Linked DNA regions of Rattus norvegicus: region 2 is linked to region 1. Evidence: chromatin contacts called from public Hi-C data. All regions are on one chromosome and are shown on one strand. The core of a region is the stretch at or near the end of the contact, and the rest is flanking DNA. Distances in the headings are between cores, read along the strand shown. Region 1 holds the start of Atp2c1 (ATPase secretory pathway Ca2+ transporting 1). Region 2 has its middle 25 kb from the start of Pik3r4.

Region 1 (4,641 bases), core at 1,980-4,479:
TTAAAGCACTAACTCTATGGGAAATTCCTTAAGCTCACCCCATACTGAACTAGTAACAACTCCATTCTGAGCATTTGGCCACCACTGTTCCCTGCTCCAACAATGAACTGCCATTGTTTTCATTCTGGGTCACATAATAGTGTGCATCAAACGGTGCACTGGGCTATTAACATTTATTGAGTAGTTACTGTGTGCCGGATGCTGTTGTGAGAGCTTATGACAACCTCGTAGGGCAGCTCCCTTTACCCTTGCTTTTATTCATGAAGAAAAGAGCACAGAAAACCTCACAGTGTGGACCAGGGCAGACGGTGAGGAGGTGCAGCACGCAGCAGCTGACCAACTGCACAGGGCATGCTCTTGAGCCCCAGCATCACTCCTGCTCCCAGAACAAAGTCTGCAGCGTCTCTAACTCAGCATGGCAACTTGGTGAGCTACACCTTTTCTATTCCAATCCTCAGGTAAGATTCAGCAATGGTAACATTTTTTGCCTAAAAGCCACACAGATTTGTATTAGGGCAAGATTCTAATATTTTGGCTCTACACTTTCTAACCTGTTAATAATCAGGTCAGAAGAGGGAATAAACTGTAAAATAAAAAGAAATGAAAGAAAGTCAATTGTTTTTGAAGATTCCAGGCTATTTCCAAGCTATTATAAAAAAATATTTAAACAGTTTAAAAAAAACATGCTAATATAGTACAAGATTAACAAATAAAGTCTCTTTGGTTCTTTTTTTTTTTTTTTTTTTTTTTTGGTTCTTTTTTTTCGGAGCTGGGGACTGAACCCAGGGCCTTGCACTTCCTAGGCAAGCGCTCTACCACTGAGCTAAATCCCCAACCCCCAAATAAAGTCTCTTGATGGTCAAAAATAATGGAGCAGAAACCCCTCAAGTTTTTCTGAGGTTTATACTCTTACTGAGGCCACCTCATTCTTGTGTGGCCATAAAATACAGACACACTCCTAACAACCGCCGCCCCTATCTCAGCTGACAAGCGCTAGCTCCATTACTCGCACTCTGATTCCTAAGACACCGAGAAAGGAAACCAACAGCCAAGTATCCACCTACTTCAGGCTACTCTGCTAAATCTGGTAATACTCTGAAAATAGCTCGGATATGTACAGTAACTCTGAGATTTACTTACAGAGATTTCTAAATAGAAACCGCTATATGAATGGGCTTAATATTGTCTTATAAAAAAAATCTGACTTTCTGAAATCTATAAAAGACAAGAGGATAATTTTTCATACCATCAGAAAAAAAACACAACTGCTTTCCTCAAGATCCAATTAGCATAAACTCCTCTGCAGTTACACACTTCAGTGTGTCAGAAAACGCATTCCACCAACTATCCCTCTAGAATGAAACGGGCCAAGTTAACCATGCCTCTCACCATATTTCCTACATATGCCACGGTTCTCCAATCGCACAACAGATTACGACATCCACAAGAAACACCTATTTTAAGATTTAAAGTCCTACTTAGCCAATCAAGCTTACATTCTCAACAATGGGAAAAGCATTCAACTTACACTGCAGCTCCTGTGTACCAGATACAGATTTTAAAAGCAAACAAGGGAAGGGAGGAAGAAATGATTTGTCAAGTACCTTTTCTAGCATCTTGCAGTCCAGTCAAAAAGGGAGGTGGGGAAAAAAGAAAGATAATTATACACAAGCCAGAAAGTCAGCATAAACAATAAACATGGTTAGTTCAAGAGGGAAGAAAAATCATTTACTCAGTTAGTCAATACTTTTTAAAACCTAAGTGCTATAAATGAGAAGCATTATTTGAATGAGGCCAAAGCGATCCAGTAATGTGACAGACAAATGCGTCCAAACACGATGTGTAATAGGGACAAACAGGTTCCACTGTCAACCTCCCAAAGATGTTTTGAAATAGGGCGGGACTTTAAGACAGGAAACTCTCTGAAAATTTCATTAAACTAAAGGGTTAGGGTGTTTTGATTTTGGGTTTGTTTTTTTTTTCCCCCTTAATCTGAGTTCAAAAACGCTTTTTGTCAAAGCTGGAATTTATTTTAGAAATCTTTTTATGATTCAGTCACACGCCCTAACAAAGCTTGCTACGCAAATATACAGAGATCTGACCCACTGCCTTCTCTGCCCCTTTCCACTTCGCACCCACGGATTCCTTTCAAAGAGCTATAAGGATGTGCTCAGATGCTATCTCAAATGAAAACTTCCGTTCCATTCCCTAAGCTAAAGAAAATAACCATTTCCCAGGAAAGCAGAATCAAGCTGTCACCCGCAGAACCTTAATCCCCGCAATGCCCATGTTACCAAAATAAAAGCTACATGCCCTTAGGGAAGCAAATCCTCTGACATTTCACATGCAAAGGGGGAGAAAAATCAATTACATAAAATCAGGAAAATAAAAAGGTGGGAAAGGACAACTTAAAAAGCAAACCACCACACCCTCAACTCTTGTATTACAAGCCCATCTGCCAGGGGCCTTTACCTTCATTTTCCATCGAAACTGCACTCTGGTTGATGGCTACAAAGTCTTTAGTGTCAGCCACGGCCACACTGGGAATAGAGAGGAGAGGAGGAGGACAAGGAAGAGAAGACCCTGGAATCCCAGGCTGTCACCCCCGCTCCCGGCCACGCGTCCCACGGCTGCTCCCACCACCCCTAGCAGCAGCATCTGCAAGAGAAACCAGGAGAAGCGGAGCTGAGAGGGGAGAGGAGCAGGGCGACCCCCGCCCAGCCGCCGCCACCACCCTAGCCCACCCCCTGCGCCGCCTGCAGCGCCAGCGACACACACCAGCCGGGCGGCGCCCTAGAGGCGCCCTACGGGCAAGAGACGTTCCCCGGACGCCCCCTTCCCTCCGGACCTGGAAGTTTCTGGAAATAGGGGCAGGAGTAAATACCCGGAATCCTCCCTGGCACCCCAAGACGTCCTCCCTCCCTCCAAGCTGCGAGGACTCACTCGCGGGGCTGCGGGGGCGCCCCACGCGCCTCGGGCGAACGGGCACTGCTGGCGGCACGGTGGCGCCACACGGAGCCCAGCCGCGTCCGGAGGAGAACGAGCAGGATGGTGGCAGGGAGGGGAGAGGAGGAGCGGCGAGGGGCCCGTCAAGCTTGGCCCGCCGGCTCCGCGCGTCTCCGCGCACGGCCGAGCAGCTCTGCTCCCGCCTCCACCTCCTGCGCTCCGCCCCTCCCTGCCGCCCGCCGCCCGGCGCTCCCTGCACTACACCGCCCGCCGCCCACCGAGCTTTGTCGCTACCACTTCCGCCGGGAGAGGCGCGCGCGCAGGCGCACTCCGGCTCTCTGCGAGGGTGAGCGGAAGTGCAGTGAAGCGAGCCTGCGGGCCCTAATGGACGTTGTCTGGGGATGCAGAGGGTTTGTAGGAGAGCGCGCGGGGCCCAAGGCTAACCCTTGGGCTCTCAGGATAGCGCCTGCCCACTTTCCACACACCCGCCGGCCCAAGGGGCGGAAGCACACCCGTCCCTGTCTCCAGCCACACATTCTCTCCAGGAGGCCGGGGGAACGAGACCGAGACAGGCACAGCCATAGCCGTGTCACAGAGTCGCCTGGGCGCTCTCTGCACAGCTCTGGAAGTCTCTCCCAACTCACAGCCGTCACAATCTCCTCGGACGACGCAGAGAGAAGCTGGTGTTCCTGTCAGCGGCCTCCTCCACGCCGTACCCTCACTTGTAAACACGAGCTCTGGCTGCGTCTCTGGTCTTGCGAGGACTAGTCATCATGGAGCCGGTTTCCAAAATCCTTTCCTGCTCAGGAGTGTGCTCTGAAGCCCCAGGTTTATGAAAGGTTCAGAATGACAGCTCGAGGAAGGACCCCTGACCTTTCTCATTGAGTATATGCAACCAGAATAGCTGGGATAGAATCTAGAAATCAGTCGCCTTCCCATCGAAGCCGAAGAACCAATATTACTTTGGCCGCTATCATTTTCCAAGTCAGCCTTTCACTTAGCACCTCACACAAGCCCCTAGTAAATGATTTTTAATGAATAGTTGCTATTCTTAAAGCGCAGGTAGCCATTGAACCACTCTCACCTATATCCACTAGAGGGCAGGACTGCACCTGTGGCCAGTGCTGGAGCATCCTCCAAAGACCCCTCCCTTGCCATCTGCTCCAAAGAAAAAGCCTCTACAGCTATTTTTCCTCCGTGACCAAATAACCATTAAAAAAAATTGCTCTTCTATATCGGTTCCTATAACATGCTTCCAACACACGTTCAACATAATGGACCAAGTTGTCTGTCTTACTATGCAGGGTGCCTGTTAAGCTCATTTGGAATCAAAACTTCTGGATAGCTTCTGGCTTGACGTACACACTCCTTCTATTTTGAAAAATGAGCTATTGCTAGACATAGTAGTTCATGCCACTCAAAGGAAACAGAAGCGGAGGATGGCCACAATTTCCAGGCCGCGCTAGTGTAGAAATCTATAATTCATCTCCACTTCGGTATGCATGCTTAATGATGTTTATATGCCCCATGGCATAAGCCTGTGGCTTCTATAATAAAATTGCTGTCTGGTGCTCAGTTTTAAAGTTGGTTTGTAACAGTTATTACTTACAGAATATTAATGTTGCAACAAGCATAATTTAAAACACAGTTTATAAGGAAGATTACATTGTATAAACACTTAGAATTCAACAACTT
Region 2 (4,599 bases), core at 196-2,695, 110 kb after region 1:
AACTAACCAGGACAATCACTATTAAAAACAAAGAGTAGAAAGGATGGAGATCCTACAAATAGAAAAAGGAGAATGCAAGAACACCTTTGCCACCTCACAGTCCTTGGAGATCAAGTGGTCACTGAACATCCGTAGCTGCCCAGGGAATAGGAAGAGAGAAAGAAACACACCACAGACTTCCTGGTGAGATGCACATCATCACCCAGGAAATAGGCTTGCCAAAACTCGAAATTGAAGAGGCCTGAAGATGTAAATACTAATTTACAGAAGTAAAAAGGGTAAATGGAATGTTTTAAAGGGAAATAGAATCAATAGGCATTCCCTGCCCATGAAAAACCACAGGAGAAATTATCTAGAGCATGTGTGAGTCTATAACAAGTAGCTTCAAGAAAGTGAGCATGGCGGGTATATGACTATATGTGCTAGCATACAGGAAGCAAATGCAAGAGGAACAAGAGTTCAAGGCCAGCCTAAGTTGCCTGAGACTTGTAGGCCTGTGTACCAATGAGATTACAGGAGGGTGCCACCAAGACCAATGAGATTACAGGAGGGTGCCACCAAGACCAATGAGATTACAGGAGGTTGCTACCAAGACCAATGAGATTACAGAAGGGTGCCACCAAGACCAATGAGATTATAGGGGGGTACCACCAAGACCAATAAAATTACAAGAGGGTGTCACTAAGGCCAACATACCTTGAACTTTAATGACAATTCATTCATTCATTCAATGATAAATTCGTTCATCCATATTTATTGAAGACCCACATTGCCATGGATATTATGCAGAAGACCATGGAGAAATTAAACAAGTTAAATGATTTTGAGTATCTGTCATTAAGGAGGGCAAAAAAAGCTACATAACCAAATTAACTCAACAAAGTTTTCAAGTACAAGCAGAGAGAAGGGAAGAATGCCTCTACAGAACAGTAGATGATGAGGAAAGGAAATTTTTTTTTGACATTTTATTTATTTTTAAATTTTTCTTTATTTTTATTTTATGTGGATGGGTGTTTTGCCTGCATATATGCTTAAACATCTGTGCTTACTGTGCCAAAAAGGGCAAAAGAAGGTGTTGCATACTCTGAGACTGGAGTTACAGATGGTTGTGAGCCACCATGTGGATGCTGGGAATTGAACTCAGGACCTCTGGAAGAGCAGCCAGTGCTCTTAACTGCTGAGCTATCTCTCTAGTCTTCTAGTTCCTTTAAATTCTTTAAATATTTTATTTTATTTTAAATTGTGTGTGTGTGTGTGTGTGTGTGTCTGTCTGTCTGTCTGTGTTTTTGTGCACATGTATAGGTACATGTAGAGGTCAGAGGACAACTTTAGAATCCACTTTCTCTTCCCACCTTTACAGAAGTCTAACCAGAGGTTGGACCCATTGTCCCTAGGCAATGCAACAAGGGACTTTTCCCACTGCCCTGTCCCTTTAAATTCTAACAGGCAGTAATTGTTAGACCAAGCCAGGAATTTCCTCCTTGTTTATGAGGGACATGGGAACTGGTCAAGCAGAATGAGTGTCTGAAACAATTGCTTTGCTGCCCATGCTCCCCTCCCCCACCAGATAGTAATCAGCGAAGTTTGAGGTCCAACTCAGAGAAACAAGAGGAAGTTGGTTACCCAGGTCTGGCTGTCTCAGTGAAGGAGGCTCTCCGACCGCCCTCGTTGTCCATCTGGGCTAGCGTGAAGTTATTTTAAGGAACACTGCCAAGCTGCACAGATGCTGCCTCATTTGCCAGCTCCTACGTCTGGCTTGTTGGCTGGTTTTGCACCTTATTCTAGGCCATGCAGGCAGTCTTATCTTCAGCATTGTTCGGGCCTATATTTTTTTAATCCTTCTTAAAAGGAGGACCATTCCCACTGAGCCACATTCAAGCAGTAAACATATAAGATCTATCCCATACAATATGGAACTCATACCATAGAAATCATATCTAGTTTGCTTTCCTGTTGCTGCAATAAAGCAATGACCAAATGCATCTCAGGGAAGGAAGGGTTTATTTCAGCTTACAGATTACAGTCCATCACTGGGGGATGTTAGGACAAGAACCCATGTGTGAGCAGAGACAGGAACCAGGGAAGAACACAGCATGCTGAACTGCTCTCTCCTGTTCATGGTCAACCAGCTTTCTCATACAACTTTATAGACATCCATATCAATTAACAATCAAGGTAACTCTTCACAGTCATGGCAATAGGTCAGTTTGATCTGAGCAATCCCACAGTGGAAACTCCCTCTCTCAGGTGACCCTTGGTTGTGTCAAGTTGACAATAAAATTAGCCAGGATGCTTGGGTGGTGGATGTGACATTATGACTGTGTTAGTGTTAGCTTTTGTTTGTTTGTTTCTGTGACAAAACATCTGAGCAAAATAACTTAATGGAGGAAAATGTACTTCCCTTCCTGGTTTTGGAATTTTGAGAAATGTGGTAGAGCAGAACAGCTCATCCTGTGGTGTGGCAGCCAGGAAGCAGAAGCAGAGGGAGGGAGAGAGGGAGGAAGAGGTGGGGAAGGGGAGAGGGAGAATTAGCAGGCTTCCCTTATTTCCTTTTTCATTCCATCTATGCTGAAGCCTAGGGGATGTTGACACCCACAGTCAGGGGTGGCTGTTTCTTCCTTAGTCAATCTTATCAGGAAGCCGCCATGTAGACGCACACAGGTGCACCTGACTGACATCTAGACATTTCTCAATCCAATCAAGTTGACAATGAAGAGGAACTATCACAAAGCCTTAAATAGAGTCCAGAAAGGGTGACCCAGTCTAGATGATTCAACCGCAAGGGTGGACAAAAGACACCAACTCACCGTCCCAGTTACTGGATTAATAGGCCACACTTAAATGATGAAAGCATGCCCAGAACTGCTATTTATCACCAAATGCATGCCAGAGCTCTGGCCCACTTGGCACTCAGCCCGCATCCTCTGCCTTGCTTTCCCGGTCGTGCTTCTAATTTGCATCCCACGCATCAGCAACTCTAGGCGTGATGAGAATTCTGGCTGGATCAAGAATGATTTATCCCTCTCTGCAGGAGTGACCAGCTCACTGGCGAGGCAGCAGCGCTTTTGTATCCTCGCCAAAGTTCACCACCAGGGAGAGATAATTAGAGCCAGGCACGAAGGGCCGAGGTCTTTGAAAGCATCCCACAATGTTACCTCTGCTTCAGGATCTGAAGGGGAATTCAAAGGTCACCCTGTAAAAAGTCAGAGACCATCAAAACCGGCCACACTTAAAGCACTTCTACTCGTAAAACTCCTCGAGAGCTGTCTTATCATAACTCAAGGAGCACCTGCCCATCTCCTTCACATCCTAATAAATTTCTTTCGCCCCTAGACAAAGATATCCTCTGTCATCCTGCCAAGTCCTTACCTACATCCTGGATCTGCATTAGTGAAAGAGCACAGAGGGATATTAATTGCTGGCAACAGAGTTTAGCCTTCTTGGATGTGAGGAAATTAGCTTCTTTATGGGTTAAGTCTTTCCTGGAATCTGCAGTCAGGCATGGTACACAGCTAAGCTGAAACTAAGATTCTAAACCAGGGAGGAAGAATCTCGGAATCTCGGCTTTATCTCATTTTAAAGCCATATGCTCTGTTTTCTGAGAAATTCTGCTCTTGGGAGCCGAAGGCCAGGACGGTGAGGTAACTCGACCTGACAGATGAGGGCAAGAGGTGGAGCTGTCGTGGAGGACAAGAGAGGGGTGTGGTGTGGTACCCAATATGGCTGAATGAGAATTCCAAACAAAGAGGTTTAGAAGTCAATGTCACCTATGGGTGTGTGACACTGTATTATTGAGAGTGAATTTGGAGATAGTGCCACCAGGCCAGCCGATAACATTTCCTTTGCCATCCGTAGGACAGTACACAGGCAAGTCAGAGCCATTTCAAGGGACTGATATTGGATGTATTTGTTTTTACTGTCTGTGTTCATTTAACTCTACATTTTCTGGTATATTCTGTTTGCAAGATGCAAGGCAGAATTCCACAGCAGCCCATCCAGCTGCTCCTGCTTCAGTGAACTAAACACTGAGATGTCCGATCTTGGTTCCACAGAGCTTGGCACTGAGGTATGGGGAAGAGGAGAGGACGTTGGTAGCCAGAGAGAATAGCGGAACTTTCTAGGAGGCATGTATAAAGCGACTGAGAGAAGTGGTGATGGGTGGGCAGACCGGAAGTGGCCTCTGGAGTCTAACAGCAGGAAGAGAGTCTGCCCGGTGGATGCTACCATTTTGGGTTTCTCTGTGTCTGTTAGCCTGTTCTTCAGCCCATGGTTTTTTCACTGCAGGTTCCTCAGTGCAGGTTGGCCCTTAAGTGATATAAAAAGAGATGTTCTTGGTGGAAGAATACAGGGAGTTGTGTCCAAATGCCAAGTTGCCTAGCCCAGCCTTTGCCTGCAGGGAGTACAGTCTCAACAGTTGGAGAACGGAGGAACTCTGAACCACGGATTTGCATGCTCTCTGGTAAATGGACTCCAGGAGCTGGAAATGAGAAGATAGGTGAAGCTTTTCTGAGATCTCGGAGTAACCTTCATTGAAATACAAATACAAAAGGTTTCTAAAGTCAGAGAGCATGTGGTTGGCTCTTCCACAGAAAAAGGTGA

Evidence for each region. A called contact is a pair of places that touch in the nucleus more often than the background predicts.
Region 2: a Hi-C map of kidney shows a contact between it and region 1, with 4 times the contacts expected there. The contact joins the enhancer-like site here to the promoter of Atp2c1 in region 1. A contact is called at or near these places in 11 of 12 Hi-C or Micro-C datasets (the A7r5 cell line, the Rat2 cell line, Schwann cells and 6 more) and 1 of 1 datasets of contacts at active chromatin or transcription factors (oligodendrocytes).

What each region holds. Positions count from the first base shown.
Region 1 is chr8:115,006,852-115,011,492 of GRCr8, forward strand. It overlaps Atp2c1 (ATPase secretory pathway Ca2+ transporting 1), which reads right to left and starts at 3,230. Exons shown (of 28, transcript NM_131907.2): 1 at 2,944-3,230; 2 at 2,473-2,658. The coding sequence starts at 2,478.
Region 2 is chr8:115,119,591-115,124,189 of GRCr8, forward strand. It overlaps a transcript of Rpl29 not described here. Among named protein-coding and RNA genes, the nearest start is that of Pik3r4, 25 kb to the right of the region's middle. Within about 2 kb of position 1,446, at least 43 of the 93 cell types and tissues checked have an H3K27ac peak or open chromatin away from gene starts, as enhancers often do. A contact at or near this core is called in kidney and prefrontal cortex, where this site is marked.